Regions from separate parts of the Mus musculus genome. Here regions 1, 2, 4 and 5 are each linked to region 3. A link is a contact called in public targeted proximity ligation data. All regions are on one chromosome and are shown on one strand. The core of a region is the stretch at or near the end of the contact, and the rest is flanking DNA. Distances in the headings are between cores, read along the strand shown. Region 1 overlaps Nsmce2 (NSE2/MMS21 homolog, SMC5-SMC6 complex SUMO ligase). Region 2 has its middle 14 kb from the start of Trib1. Region 3 overlaps Nsmce2 (NSE2/MMS21 homolog, SMC5-SMC6 complex SUMO ligase). Region 4 has its middle 4.0 kb from the start of Gm36677. Region 5 overlaps Nsmce2 (NSE2/MMS21 homolog, SMC5-SMC6 complex SUMO ligase).

Evidence for each region.
Region 1: a targeted proximity ligation map of pancreatic cancer cells shows a contact between it and region 3. A contact is called at or near these places in 15 of 484 Hi-C or Micro-C datasets (the 3T3-L1 cell line, the C2C12 cell line, LSK cells and 12 more), 5 of 130 datasets of targeted methods (the HPC-7 cell line, embryonic fibroblasts, embryonic stem cells and 2 more) and 1 of 9 other capture datasets (embryonic stem cells).
Region 2: a targeted proximity ligation map of pancreatic cancer cells shows a contact between it and region 3. A contact is called at or near these places in 10 of 39 promoter capture datasets (the C10 cell line, the HPC-7 cell line, HPC-7-derived erythroid cells and 8 more), 9 of 484 Hi-C or Micro-C datasets (bone marrow-derived macrophages, colorectal tumor organoids, dorsal root ganglion neurons and 6 more), 17 of 130 datasets of targeted methods (the HPC-7 cell line, craniofacial prominence, double positive thymocytes and 12 more) and 1 of 9 other capture datasets (embryonic stem cells).
Region 4: a contact with region 3 is called in a targeted proximity ligation map of bone marrow-derived macrophages, with 4 times the contacts expected there. A contact is called at or near these places in 2 of 484 Hi-C or Micro-C datasets (Th1 cells and bone marrow-derived macrophages), 14 of 130 datasets of targeted methods (CD8 T cells, Th17 cells, bone marrow-derived macrophages and 8 more) and 1 of 9 other capture datasets (embryonic stem cells).
Region 5: a contact with region 3 is called in a targeted proximity ligation map of pancreatic cancer cells. A contact is called at or near these places in 6 of 484 Hi-C or Micro-C datasets (the C2C12 cell line, the N1E-115 cell line, adipose-derived mesenchymal stem cells and 3 more), 4 of 130 datasets of targeted methods (embryonic fibroblasts, embryonic stem cells, fibro-adipogenic progenitors and 1 more) and 1 of 9 other capture datasets (embryonic stem cells).

Annotation. Positions count from the first base shown.
Region 1 is chr15:59,540,002-59,542,726 of GRCm38.p6, forward strand. All of the region lies in intron 4 of Nsmce2 (NSE2/MMS21 homolog, SMC5-SMC6 complex SUMO ligase), which reads left to right. Among named protein-coding and RNA genes, the nearest start is that of Gm36677, 77 kb to the right of the region's middle.
Region 2 is chr15:59,660,892-59,663,936 of GRCm38.p6, forward strand. No RefSeq gene overlaps it. Among named protein-coding and RNA genes, the nearest start is that of Trib1, 14 kb to the left of the region's middle.
Region 3 is chr15:59,410,260-59,413,288 of GRCm38.p6, forward strand. All of the region lies in intron 2 of Nsmce2 (NSE2/MMS21 homolog, SMC5-SMC6 complex SUMO ligase), which reads left to right. Among named protein-coding and RNA genes, the nearest start is that of Nsmce2, 38 kb to the left of the region's middle.
Region 4 is chr15:59,612,623-59,615,720 of GRCm38.p6, forward strand. No RefSeq gene overlaps it. Among named protein-coding and RNA genes, the nearest start is that of Gm36677, 4.0 kb to the right of the region's middle.
Region 5 is chr15:59,566,325-59,569,358 of GRCm38.p6, forward strand. All of the region lies in intron 4 of Nsmce2 (NSE2/MMS21 homolog, SMC5-SMC6 complex SUMO ligase), which reads left to right. Among named protein-coding and RNA genes, the nearest start is that of Gm36677, 50 kb to the right of the region's middle.

The sequences.
Region 1 (2,725 bases), core at 5-2,504, 130 kb after region 3:
TATCATTTTCCTGGACCACTGTTCTATAAGGGTTCTAAAATCAATCAATATCTCTCTCTCTCTCTCTCTCTCTCTCACACACACACACACACTATTAACAGCTGCTTGCTCCATTCTGACTTGTGTGCTTTCCAGCTAAGGTGAGTGTGTGCAGTGCCGTGACTAACGCTGCACTCCTCTCACAGATGCTGTCTAGAGGGGAGCTCTCAAGTCAGCAAAGCCCCGACCTTCCCTCACCCATTCCTCCCCACCACCAGACTCTCGTAGGAGCAATCCTTTCATCTGCCCCTAAGTGACCTCCTTGGGTAGACCATGCCCTGAGTCTGGCAGCTTAGTCTATTTCCTAGTAGAAACTCTTTTTCTCAGTTTAGGGAAATTTTATATTCGCTGTGTCTTGTTCATAAAAGTATTCCTTCCAGAGTGACACACGGTGAAAATGAGGGTGGGATGCCTTAATTAGGAGACTTCGTTGATTGCTTCCAATAAGTAAAGCAATTATGCCATGTATCGGAATATGAATGCAAATGCTTTGTAATATTAACCCTTGATGTGGAAGAAGTAGCCTGGCCTTTGAAGTCAGGTAATTGCAAAACTAATGCTGACTGGATGCCAGGCACTGTTGCAAGCTCCTTTATAAGTTGGTTCACTCACGCTTACCTCAGCCCTCTGAGAGTGTTCTATTAATATGCCCATTTCACAGATAGGAGGAAACCTGGGGTGGGATTAAGAAAGCTGTTGTGAGTGTGGGAACCAGCAGTTGAAATCAAGTGTTCTGTCTGAGTCCGAGCTTCCGATGCTACACTTCAGTCTCCAGGTAGCTCTAGGAGCTACCCTGTCCTCACGGTACTTTGCTCACCCATAAAACTGGGCAAGGCTCTTTGAAGAGTTAAAAGGAGAGCAAACATTGCTCTTGCAGAGGCTCTGGGTTTGGTTCCCGTTGTCAGACATCTCACTCTGTTGTCGCCTGTAACTCCTGCTTAGGGGATCCCCGCCTGCATACCCACACAGGGCTGTGCACAGAATTTAAGATAAATACATTGTTTCTTTCAAATGAATTAAATGGCTTACTATCAAGCATGACCGGGGATTCTTAATGGTGACTCTACACCTAACTCATTTGTGGGTTTCTTTTGTTTCTTGTTTTGGTTTAGACCCCACCCAGAGAACTCGTGATTCATTTCTATACCCCATGGTATGTGGTCTCTTATGACCAATGTAAGATCCCTGTCAGAATTACTTCAGAGTAAGCAGAGTGGCTTTTTAAATGACTCTTGTTGATGACTGTATACCTCATTTCAGTGTTAGTCAGCCAGGACTAAGACAGGACAATGGGAAAGGGCCAGCCTCATAACCTGTAACAGTTGTTCCTGAGATACGTAAGCTGCCGCCCTCGCCCCCTCGCTGCTGAAAGATAGCGTATTTTATAAATAACCGATGCAACTGAAAAGGAACAAATTGGTTCTCCCTCTGTTTGATAGCTCCTCTGTTGACACCCAGTGACCTATCTCAAAAGTAAACCTTTAAAAGACATAGAGTGTTGCCCACAAACATTTTACATTTTTAGGTCCATGAACAGTGGAGCTCAAAAGGGCTTAAATATTCTGACTGATACAGGCTTCTCATCACCAGGTCCCTTACTCAGAGAGGGGGAGGCACTTGTCAGCACACTGCTTTCCAAACGAGAAATGAGCTCCCCAAAAGAACAGTTGCCCCTGCAGTGTTTTATATAATGAGAGTTTGAGATAATTGCTGTGTTGATACTGAAGCACTTTTGATTTATAAAGCAAGCATTCATTTAAGAAAATGTCACATAACTTGAAAATTGTTATCTGAACATATGATTTTAGTTTTCTTTTGCAGGAACTGACTTACTTCAAGGCCATGCCATTTAGATCTCAGGCTAAGCCAAATCAAAGGTGACAAGGCACATTAATGACCTGAGAGGCTGGGCTATCTCACAGGGTGGCACTATCCCATTCGACAGTCATTTATTGAGTGCTTACAAGACACTGTGATTCACATGTTCAAAGGACACTGTCCCAACACTTAAGTACATGACAGAGGGAGGCAGTGACATTCAGCTGCTGTTAACGGTGGAGGAAAATATGAGTATGCAGGAGGGGCCCTGGACCGAGCCAGGAGTAGAACAGGGGAGGGGATAGGGCTGAGCTACAAAGCTTCCTGTAGGACGGACAGCTAGAGTGATTCCTAGAGGACAGGTTACTGTAGGTGGAAGAACCTTCCAGCTGGTCACTTGTGGACAGTGTAAACATCCTGCCTAACCAACATCACCTTGGCTACAGGGAAGGCCTGATGGTCATCTGATGGCTTCAGTCTTAGATGATCTACTGGCTTCAGTCTTAGATGACCTACTGGCTTAAGTCTTAGATGACCTACTGACTTCAGTCTTAGATGGCCTACTGGCATCAGGTCGTAACATTATTTGAACATTTTTAAAAGTCATTTTTGTCTCACAATGATTAGCTAGGCTCAGAAGCGCAAAGGAATAAGATATTTGGGACTTGCCTTTTTGCCTCTGGTTTGTGTCACCTACTCTCCTCCATTTACCACTTGACAGGGTTACATAGGAACAAGCAACACCCTCAGCAGTTAGGCCACTGGGAAAGAGAAGCCCGTGCCACCAGCCACAGTAAACCTTATCCCCAGTGTCACTGGAATTGATGCCACTCTGACCAGTGGATCCTGGTGACCATGTCAGTGCCCT
Region 2 (3,045 bases), core at 535-3,034, 250 kb after region 3:
AGAAATGGCTTCCTGGTAAAAGCAGTAGCTTCCCAAGCCCAAAGAATCCAGTGTGATTCCCAGAACCAGAACCGGAACTGGAACCTGGAGACTGTAATCGAAGAGGAGGCAGGGGTCGGAGAACCTCTGGAGGGCTCATGAGTGAGCTAGCCTGGAGTTAATAGCACAGTGGCAGAAACAGAAGAGAGGTCCTTTGTCAAAAGCAAGGGGTGTGTGTGTGTGGGGGGGTGGTGGTGGTGGTGGTGGTGGTGGTAGATGTGGTGGCGTATGCCCTAAATCCAGCACTGGGAAGCGGAGCTCAATCCCAACATTAGAGGGATGGAAGCAGTCACGTTGAGAGCAGTCTGGGCTACATAGCTAGTTCCAGCCCAGGAAGGTCTACATCGTGAGACCTGTCTCAGGCAAGAACACATAAAAAAAAAAAAAAAAAAAAAAAAAAAAAAAAAAAAGGTGAACCCAAGAAACAAAAACAAGGCGATGAAAAGAGAGAACCAACTTATTGCTTGCACTTAAACACACACACATGGGCACAAATAAATAATACAAAGCACTAGGAAGATGGCTCAGTGGGTTAGAGTGCTTGGTATACAAGCAGGGTTTGACTCCACAGCCCAAACAAACAAACAAACAAACAAACAAACAAACGAGCATAGTGTGCTTTCCCTAACCCCAGCACTGGGGGTGGAGACAAGCAGATCCTGGGCGCTCTATGGCAAGCCAGTATAGCCAAAATGGTAAGCTTTGCGTTTAGTAAGAGACCCTGTCTCAAGACAATAAGGCCAAGAGCATCTTCCTCTGCATGATTGTGCATGGATATATGTACTTGCTTGCTTACATGCATGAACACCCTTTGAACACATGAAAAAGAGAAATAAAATAAAGAGGAGGAGGTGGTGATGGAAGAGAAGGTGGAGGAGAAGGAGGAGAAAACAGGAGCATCAGAAGAAACAATCAATCCTTGCTTGCCTGTGTATTTGTAGCTGCTTATAGATTGTATCAGTTTGTCTCCTCAAGGAGCCAGATGGAGGAAATGTGGTGCTGAGACCCAAGACTGAAAAGAGGCTAGAGCAGAGGTTCTCAACCTGTGGGTCGTGACCCCCTGGGGGAGGGTCGATGACTCACAGGGGTTGTCTAAGACCATGGGAAAACACAGAGATTTACATTATGAATCATAACAGTAACACCGTTGCAGTTATGAAGCAGCAATAAAAATGATTTTATGGTATGGGTTCACAGCAACGCTAGGCTCTGCAGTAAAGGGTGGCAGCATTAGGAAGGCGGAGAACCACTCAGCTAGAGTCTCACATGGTGAGATGTCAGGTCAGGCTTTCAGGTTTGAGAACTCTGCCCTTTTCTGCTTGGTTCTAACTTGCTAGACCAGCAAGACTACATCTTTTCATCTTTTTTTTTTTTGAGCAGCTGATTTTGTTGATGTTTTTCATACTGAGTTCCAGGACACCAGAGGTATACAGTGAGATCCTGTCTAGAAGGAAAATAAAAAATAAAAAAATATAAAAATTTAAAAAAAGGTTTAGTTTACACTTTTCTGGTTTTCAGCCAGGGGATACCAAGACCTGAGGCCCAGAAGTCATAGCCGAGTACAAGCCGCTTCTGGGCTCTCTTGAGGGGGCTAGTTGGTGGGTTGCCATTGGGTTGACCTTGTAGAATGGATCTAGAGACAGATGAGGTGGCACCTCCTTTTGCTTTGTCAGTCAGAGCCTTTCTGCTCCAGTACTTTGGTCTGACCTTTGGATTGGATTGGTGACTACAGCAATGACTCCTCGTGTCCTTTTCTAGTCACGGAGCTCCTGCCCTGGCCCAGTCCTGGGCTTGGTGGCCAGCCCCCTGTGCACACTCATTCTTGCTTCATTAGCTTGCTGGCCAAGGTTGGTGTGACCCAAGAGCAGACTTGCCTTAGCACCAAGAGGAAGGAGTCTGGCCTGGGTATGAGGGCTCAGAGGTCTTTCTCATCGTGACTCTGGCTTGAGGGCTTGCTGTGTTTCTAGGAAGTGATGGCATCACAGAGCACACTCCCAGTTTTAGGACTGAAGAAGGGAGACATATAACTAGAGAAGCCAGCCAAAGCTCAATTTGTGTGTGTGTGTGTGTGTGTGTATGCATGCGTGCATTTTCTCCTCTTTCCTCCCTCCCTCTCTTCCCCCTCTCCCTCCCTCCCTCTCTCCCTCCCTCCCTTCCTCCCTTCCCTCCTTCTTCCTCCCCCTCCTTTCTCCTTTTCTCTCCCTCCTTTCTTCCTTCCTTTCCCCTTCTTCCTTCCCTCCCTCCTCCTCCCCTCTGCCTTCCTCTCTTTTTCCCCCTCTCTCCTCCTTTTTCTTCTTTTCCCTCTCCCTATCCTTCTTTCTCTCTCCCCTCATTCCCACCCCCTCTTTCTCTCATAGTCTGACAGTGTAGCTCAGACCACTGTATCTGTTAGCATTCCTTATATAGTTCTGTCTGGTCTTGAATTCTCAGCATCCTCCTGGCTCAAACCATCAGACCTCTCTGAGTGGCTGTGGCATGGGTGGGGTACTTGACACCCTGACACTGGAAATGAAGAATGTATTTGGTCTTTTGGGTTAGGGAAAGAGTGTGAGTTTCCTGGATCTGTCTCTAGCTACCCCAGGACTTGGAGAAGTCATGCAAAGTATCTGTGCCACAAGTTTGACTGCCTCTCTGGCAGGGCAATGCCTGGGAGGCTATAGGATGGATTTTTGCAGTCCAAGTCTCTGAATGGCAGGCTCAAAATCCAGACAATCCCAAGCAAGGCTAGAAGACAAGCAGACTTGGACTTGAACCCCAGATACATGCTTATTTGTTTTGTGGACTTTAACAGGTTGCAATACTTCTCTGGACCGCCTTTTCCTCACTATAATATGGGTGTGTGGTGATGAGGAAGGCCACTGTCACACTCCCTCTTTCTTTCTTTCTGAGCTCGAAGCTTTGCCAGATCTGAAGTGCTGGTGCTCTTCATTAGCTTGAAAGGATGGCTGTGGTGGGGAGCAGAGCCCATTGGTCGCCATGACCCACAGGTCAGCCATGTAGTATCTC
Region 3 (3,029 bases), core at 517-3,016:
GCCTGGTGCTGACTTCAAGTCATAACTCTACGTTTATTAACTCCATGACCTGCCCGATGATTTCACCTCTCCGGGAGTTAATTTCCTTATCTTTATTGTATGCTTAATAGTGCCCAAATTATGTTGGAGCAGAGGTAGTGTGTTCACAGGTCCTCGTACTTAGTACTCATTCAAGGTTGTTCATTTTTTCCATCCATGGCTTTCTTTGTTCATCATCAATGTTTTCCTTTGACTAGGACAACTCTGAATCAGTCAGTTTCAGGGGAGCCCTGAAAGCATTTGTTTAGCCTCCACCCCAGTGTGGTGAACAGCCATGGCCTTCTGCTAAGGTTCTTTGCCTCGTGTGGTAGTGGTGGCTGCTGTTCTTGCATTAAGGCATCTCCCCCGCCTGATGTGTAGTAAGTGCTCAGTAACCATTGGCAGGTAAAGGAGTTTCTGAACTTGGAAAGGGGTGTCTGCAACCCTTCTCACTGAGGTCTGAATTCTGTGGGTTCGGCTGGTTGCTTTGTAAGTTAATATATACCTGAAACTTTTTAGTTCTGAGGGCAAGATGATTTTAGGATTTGGACTAGTTATATTTGCAGATGAACTATCTACTCTGTAATGGATTTAGTTAAAAATATAGCTGGTTAGTGCTTATGCCAAGCCAGGCTCTTCTTTGAGCACTGTACCTACATGCTAACAACTTTATGAATTTGGTACTATTCTTTATCTTTTTCTTGTTTTAAAAGGTTTGCATTTTATTTTTATGGGTATGAGTATTTGCCTGCATAAATGAGTGTACACTACATGCATTCCTGGTGCTGATGGAGGCCTACGAGGGTATCAGATCTCCTTGATCAGGCGTTATAGGCTTTCCTGAGTTGTCATATGGGTGGTAGGAATCGAACCTTGGTCCCCTGCAAGAATCACAAGTGTTCTTAACCACTCAGCCACCTCTCCAGCCTTCAGTACTATTCTGATACCCATTATAGAGGTGTGGAAACAGTCTTTCCAAAGACTACACAGTCCACAAGAAAGAAATCAAGCAGACTGCCCCTTCAATTATGTGGTGTGCAGCTTCCCACGTCTGGGTTATTATGTGATGGGAGGGCTGTGGGGAGGCAGATGGCAGGAAGGTGGAAAGTCCTCCAGGATTTCTCCTGGACTTTGGGAAGAAACCAGCTGCTGACTGGTTATATCATACACCTGATACTGCACACTTACTTCTAGTGGGAGGCAGTTATAACATGGGCATTCAGTTTTAATTTTACCACACTAATATCTGTGTGGAGGAATAATTACAACTTTGAAGTTCAGTGTAGTGAGAAGTAACCAAGTTTCTATTAAACATTGCTCAAGCACTGAGTAAGTCATTAAATTCAACTCCTGATGAGTGTAGATTGCTTAATATCTGTCTGTCAGGAGACACACAGATAGACAGATAGATGTCACTAGATGTAGGTAATTGGATCTGAGTTTACAGAGAATTCAGGTTTTGGTTTGATTTTGACACAGAAGTTGAGAATATTGTTTATACTGTCATCTGTTTGTATTTCTCAAAAAAAAAGGTAAATGTCTTTTACAGAAAATATGGAAGAATCAAGTTCTCATATAAAGAGATCTGGAAATAACTTATTCCCAGTCTTTAGAAAATAAACTTTTCTGGCTGTGTGTGCCATTTAGTCTAAGGAATTTAAACTAAAGTCAGGCAACCCTTGCCACCATCCTTCTTCTTCGCCAAAATGGTCTGTGTATTTAATGACATTTCGTGTTTATCAGATTCTTCTAAGTGTGTGAGTCATGTTGACTCACAGTCAGCAATCCTTAGCAACACTAAATGTCTGCTTTGTCTTAGCTTGGTAAGTCACTAATAAAATACATGCTGCTGAATTTAATCAACTCCATGTAATTGGTTGTTTCTGTTCAGACATGCTTGTGTGTGGCTTTGTAGAATAGAAAAATTAACCTGATCCCACAGTTTTCTTGTTGTTTGTTTAGAACAAAACTTTAGAAAGCAGCTTGACCCTGGACAAAGCCGTGCAGCTGATTAGATATGCAGGTGGGAAGAATAAGTAGGTGACATTTGTCTTGAGGGTGTGTCTCTCTAGTGTGTGTGTGCACACATGTCCTACTTGTAAAAGTAAAGAGATTTTATGGGTTGATAAGAGCTGGAATACTAGGTCCTCTTCTGGACAGTAGAGAGATGTTAGAGAGGGGACCTTATATCTGAGATCATAGGGAGCTTTCAACAAGGGCACCTCAGAAATCCATGTGAGGTGTAGTGAAGTTCAAGGTCTTTGTATGTGGTTTGCTTGGAGAGACAAGGAGGGCAAAGCCTACATTTTGATGTTTTAGTGAAGGCTGGGCTAGTAAAGGCCTAGAGACTGTGAGTGACTTTCAGCTCTATTTCCCAACCCCCAGAGCTGGACCTCAGGGAAGTTTATTCCATGGGCTGCAGGCACAGCACCCCTGTGGTTAGGGAAGGCCCTGTTTAGAATAAGTAGGTCCAGAAGTGTACCTCTTACCCCCCCTCCCTCACTGACCTGGTTGCCGGTCTGGAATGGCAGTTGGGTTGCTCTGTTGATCATGACCAGGTGGACAAGGATATGCCATGATAAGAACTGCTTCCCCCACCTGCTTCTGCTTTTCAACCAGTGGCTTAGAAAATACTGAACAAACAGGCATGAGTCAACCCTGGATAGTACTGCATCTGAATGGGGAAAATAAATATCTCATGCTCCCATACTGCGCTACATAAAGACAGCATATTGCCATGCTTGTCACCTAGTTCTTAGCCACAAGTTGGAAGTTATTCCTCCTTAAGAGTCCATGTCCATAAAAGCAGCTTACTTGCCTCCTGCCCTCCTTTCTCAGACCAGTCTCTACTTTTGCCACGCTCTTCTACACCGGGACAACTGGCATCAGTGGCTATGGTTTCGCCTTCAACATTCATATTTGTTCCCGCCTCAGCCCATTATCTTCCTCTCATTAAAGCCTATAAATTTTGTTTGAAGTTGGGTTTGATTCTAGCACTAAGTCACCCATTT
Region 4 (3,098 bases), core at 534-3,033, 200 kb after region 3:
CCTCCCTCCAGCTGCCTGTGTCAATCCCAGCTAACCCTAGGTCAGCACTCTTCAAGTCCCAGTTCTGAGGTAGATGACACATTCCAGACCCTTCCCTGAAAGGACTCTCTCTGGTGCTCAGGCACACAAAGCAATGAAGCTCTCTGTTCTCAGAGCAATGTGAGAGGCTCACCTTGCTAGATGCAGCCTTCCCTCTGAGTTCCTGGTACTCTGCTGCAGTCTCCCATCTAAGTCACATGTGTCCCCAACACATTAAGGTTTCTCACAGTTAGACCCAATATCTCTTCATGAGCCACTTGAAGTGCTGGTTAGAACACAGACTCCCAGGCTACTCCTAAGCCCAGTAGCTAGACTCCTGGGGCAATAGGGCCCAGGGTTCTGCACACTTCCCAGGTGACATCAAGCTGTACCTGAATGGACTCATATTTGCTTGATAGAGCCACATAGAGCACAAATATACACAAATAAACACAGCTTCCTAAACATTGTATCCTTTTCTTAAATCTATTTTTTTTCTTTTTCTTTTTCTTTTTTCTCTTTTGGATTTTCCAGACAGGGTTTCTCTGTATAGTCCTGGCTGTTAGAACTCACTTTGTAGACCAGGCTGACCTCGAACTCAGAAATCCACCTGCCTCTGCCTCCCGATTGCTAGGATTAAAGGTGTGCACCACCACGCCTGGCTTATTTTATTTTTAATTAAAATATGATTATGTCATTTCCCTCTCTTTCATCCCTCCAATCCCTCCCATGCCTCCTCAAGTTAATGGCTTCTTTAAAAAAAATATTATTGCATAGATAATAGATAGATAGATAGATAGATAGATAGATAGATGGATTGATTGATAGTCTAACTGAAAAAGCTCAAAAGACTGCAGTGACACACTCCTTTAATCCTACCTAGCACTTGGGAGCCAGAGGAAGGTAGATCTTTAAGAGTTCCAGACCAGTCAAGTCTATAGAGTGAGACCTTTTCTTCGAAGGCAAGGGAGCCAGAATGCGGAGCCGCTGTCCTGTGGTTAGGGGTACTTACTGCTTACAAAGGACCTGGATTTGGCTCCCAGCAACCACAAGGGAGCTCACAACCTGTAATTCCAGATCCAAAGGATCTGACACCCTCTTCTGACCTCTGAGGACACTAGGAACATACACAGTGCCCTTACATATGCAAACAAAGCACACCCATAAAATAAAATAATAATTTTTTGCTGATTTGAGACAGGATCTAGCAGGATCTAACTAGTCTGGAACTCACAGAGATCCATATGCCTCCCTAGTGCTGGAATTAAAAGTAAGTATGTGTAACCACGCCCAGCCACTAAATCTATTTTTTTGAAGATCCTTAGATAAATATGAAATATTGGATATCCCATCTTCTTTTAACTTCTATTTTTGTCTTTTGTTTGTTTGTTTGTTTGTTTTGCTTTAAAAAAATTCCGTATGCATTGAAGGAATCCCTCCCAATTTGATTGATGGATCTCTCTTGGCCAGGTAAGATTTCACTGTATGGCGTGGGCTTGATGGCTCTCTTGAGAGCATCTTTTCCCATCTATCTCCCAGGGCCCAGCCTCGAGTGAGGTCTTGGTGAAGACAACCTTGGTGTCATGCGTGTTGGACGTGTGGAAGCGCAAAGGTGTTATGGTTTGAATGGGAAATGTCTCCTGCGCAGGCCCGAGTTGGAGCACTTGGTTCCCACTCAGTGACAGCGCTTTGGGAGGCTGGCTGGGGGAAGTTTGTATTTTCTGGTTCCCTCCTGTGTTTCCTACTTCCCAATCCAGCCTGGGCGGTAGGAGTCACTGGCACGTGGGCCTGCTTCCTTCCCAGTGTTGTGCTTTCCCGGCCATGGGGGGCAGATACTTCCTGATAAAACTCTCAGCCAGAACAATGCTTTCTTCCCTCGCATCCTTTCTGTCAGAGACGAGAGAAGAAGCTAGTGCTCGGGTTTCATGGAGACCTCCAGTCACCCACCCGCTCAGAGCGAGGCTCAGTTAATATTTGTGTGTGTGTGTGTTGAAGTCTCCAAGACTTTGCTTCCTGACCACCAGTTGTTCAAGAGTCCCCATGAGACTTCTGTCGCCTGTGCCTTATTTGCTTAATTGTTTTGAAAGAGGTTAATTCACTTTTGAAAAGCCTCCTCCTAACTGATAAGACACGTGAAATCACCACAGTTGGTTACTAGGAATACTGGAAGGAACCCCAGGCTTCACGAATGCTAGGTAAGCAATCTACCAAGTTCTAGCTCCAGACAGGCATTTTAAAATGAGACACTTAACATCCTCCTGGCTGTTTGCTGGAGGGTTCTTGCAGGGCTGGGGGCCCAAAACTTCCCTACTCACCAGGGCTCTCCCACAACCCTCCCTCTACGCCCTACCCAGCACTGAAACTAAGAAGTCCCTTGACAGTGCCCCGATTCCAGCAGGAAGTAAGTTTTGGCTAGCCATCAAGCCGTGCTAGACCCCCACCCCCACCCCCACTGCGGCCGGCCAACAGCTCTGACTTCCACAAAGAGTGGTTTGTGCTGACCAATGCATCTGAGTTTCACATGAGAAGTCTGAGCCGGACAAATGCCATGTTGGGGATCCTAGTGTTGCTCGCCCTGGGTCACATCATCAGAGCTCAGTCGAGAGTTCCAGTCAACCTCCTGAACAGTAAACATGAGCTCAACAGCATGTCCCTATCTGTCCCTATCTGCCTGTGTTGAAGCAGGTGACATCCCCTGCCAGCCTTGGGCACTTCACAAGGAGAAGACAGCTTGAGTCCCAGGAGTCCTTGCAGCTACAGATCTATTTCCCCCACCGATCTGTTTGTCTTTGAAGTAGCGTGTGACTTGTAGCGAGCACATGTCAAGGGAGGCTGTATAATGCCAGCCAAGGAAAACAAGCTAAGGGGCGCTGACAGCTGGCTGGCAGCTTATGATTCACCTGAGGACAAACTGAAACCAGGCTCATTTGGAGGGGCTGCCACGGAGGAGGGTGCATGCAAGCCATGGGTGGGCTGTTCCCTGTGGCGCTTGGGGTTGCAACACCACGCTGTAGCTCACTTCAGCTCTATGGAGATGGACACTGCGAAGCAAGGTTTGGGGAAGCAAATTGTTCTTGGAA
Region 5 (3,034 bases), core at 132-2,631, 160 kb after region 3:
AAAAACATGAGAGAAAGCACTAGCATCAGCGTTGTCTCCATTAAATTAGATAATTTGCAGACTATGCATAGCAGAGTGCTGGCTTTCAGTGCATCATAGCTCGCATTACAGAACAGGTTCTTAGTCTGATTAGACTTTCACTGAATAGTTAAGCTCTTGATAAGAGAATCCAGATGAACAGGTAGTGTTTCGCTGTTGGTTAGTTGGCTGGTTTTGCATTTACTCTTTATCGTGGGAGGCTTGTGCATGCTGTGTTACATACAGGAGTTTAGAAGACAGCATGTAGGGTTCCGTTGTCTCCTCCAAACTTGGAGTCCTATGGTTCAAACATAGTTCACCAAGCTTGGTGCAGGTATCTTTATCTGCTGAACATCTCACCGGTCCTGTTTTTGTCTCAGATCGGGTCTTGCTATGTAATCTTGGCTGACCGGGTACTTTCTGTGTAGCCCACCCTGGCCTCAAACCCACAGCAGTCCTCTTGCCCCCTCACTCTGCCACATGCAGCCACCGTGCCCATTTTAGAAGAATCCCCATGTGCTGGAGAGCAGGCCTCTGCCTGGCCTGTGCCTTCTGTGTTCCTGGTTGGTAAGTAATGGGTGTTCAGGAAGGAGCTGCTTGCTGCACTTGAGCTTGGGTTTCTGTCAAAAGGAGATTGCCTCTTCAGTGAACCCTTGAGTCTTACGAACCAGTCCTTGATTTCAAAATTTCTTTTGAGTTCTCATGAATGTGGTGAGCTACCATGCAGTGTACTTGGAAACAGTCCAGTTTGGTTCTAAAGAGAGAAGGGAAGAGGAAGGGCGGAAGACCATGTCATCTAATTGGTTTGGGACCTTGGAAGAGACAGGATTGTCTGAGGGGAGCACCAGGTGGAGAATCCAGTATCCTACACACTGCTGCCAGCAGCACTTGCTCCTGAGAGGGAACCATACAGGAAACACATCATCCTGTGCCCATGCCAGGCCATCAGAGTCAAAGCCCTAGGAGTAGGGGACCGAGGCGTCTTTGTAGTTTAGTTTGCCAGGTTTAGGGAGCATTGCCACAGCCGTTTTCCAGGCCCAGGAAGAGAAAGCAATTCCCTGAGTCACTCCCAGGGCTAGTCAGTGACCAAGGCCAGCCTTAGGTTCAGAAGACACTCGGCCAGTACAGGGTCTTCCCAGGTTATCCCAGCCCCTGGTTCTCTACTGGCTGAAGAGCAGAGGCAAACGCTTCTCTCTCTGTGCTATCGAGAGCTGCCTGACCTTAAAGGGCCACTGTGGGGTCAAGCTAGTTAAAAGATGTTCTGTTCTGTTCACCGTGTCCTTTACTCACAGTCTGTTCTGCAGACAACTGAAAGGCTGCTAAATTAAGCCATTTTTCAGAGAGGTCTGAGTCATCTAGTGGCAGCTGTCGGTGCCTCGCTGGAGGTGCTTTGATCATTGTTGTCTAAATGCACACATTAGTCCTGGGCAGCAGTGTGTTGTGCTGTGCTAGGGACTTACTGAGATAATGGGCTCAGCCCTTGAGGACATCAAGGAAAGCCAAAGGCTCATGAGTTTCTCTCAGGGCAAGAAAAGGCATGGAAGCCACATATTTTAGCACCAACAATCTAGTCTCTCGGCTAGGAAAAGCTTGAATGTATCCTGCCTGCCCAGTTAATATAGAGAAGGGAAGTACCTCACTCAGATCACATGGGAATTCAGGAGCAGATGGCAGGACACAGCAGAACAGAATTGGTTTCCTCAAGGGAGTTTCCTCTATTCAATCAGGAAGGCTTTCATTAAGAGTTGTCATTTCAAGGACATCTGGAAATGAGGTCTGAGAAGCCAGTCCAAAGCACAGTGACCATGGGCATATGTTTGAGAAGAGTGGTGTACAAAAGAAGAAAAAAAATGCATTAACCTGTTATAAAGCAGTGTGTATAACTGATTTAGAGCACGGGGGTGGGGGGTGGATGGGTGGGGAGGAGTCAGAGTAGGAATCTGAAGAGGCCAGAAGTCACCAAACAGTTGCCAACGACAGCATTCTCATGGGTCTTACTGACATGACTAGGTGGTCGAAAGTGGTTCAGGGGGGTTAAAGTCACTGCCACCATTCCTGAACAGCCATTTCATGCCATGTCTAGCATATTGCATAAAATGTCTTTTTCCTTAGAACAGCTTTTCAGACAGGTGTTTTCCTCCAAGCCAGTGTTCCTGTGCCAGTGAATGCCCACTCAGACTTGGGTGGCTTTCTTAAAAGCACAGGGCGTTCGGGAGACAGAGTTCATACTTGTTGGTTCCTTCCTTGAGGCCTCTCTCAGGGTATTGAGGGGGAATGTTAGGGAGAGCCATAGGAGATCACCGAAAGCTTCTATCTAGGCCTGCAAACAAAAGGGGATAAAATGGTAGCTGTGGGTGGGGTCATACATTTCTGATTAGAAAGAGCAAGAAAATAATGCAAGTTTTTGCCATTGCCTCACCGATGCTTAAGGAAGAACAAATTGACCGGAAGTTACTTACTTGGCAGTGATTGACCTGGTGACATGACCCATCGAGTTAGAAAAAAGGAAGGCTCCTCAAGAAGAAAGATGTCACATAATAAGCTTTACTGGTGAGTTGGAGTGTTTAACGTTGCAATGCCCAACAAAAGATGAAAGGTAAAAGCAGATTAATATGTTGATGTGTCCTCTCAATAGATGATAGCACAGCATCCTGTGACCTAGGGTCTCACAAAATCTGCCACAGGCCTGTGTGCATCGGGCACTGGAATAAGATGGTAGATCACGGATGTGAGAGGATACAGCTAGGAATGGAAAGATCGAAAACTCCGGGAAGCTGTGTGCTATCATGCCAGCCTTGCACTGGAGGGAGAGCAGGGGAATTAAGTCTGGCAGGGCCCAGGGTCCTGTAAGAATGGATCATTAATTTTTTTTAAAGATGAGAAAGGAGGCTTTTAGGCAGGAAGCACAGTAAACACATCTCGTATCCTAGAATCCAAGGAAGAGGGGGAGAAGAAGGACTTAGCTGTGCTGACTACATTGGTCAGTCATTCATTAAGTTATAAATTAGTTTAAATC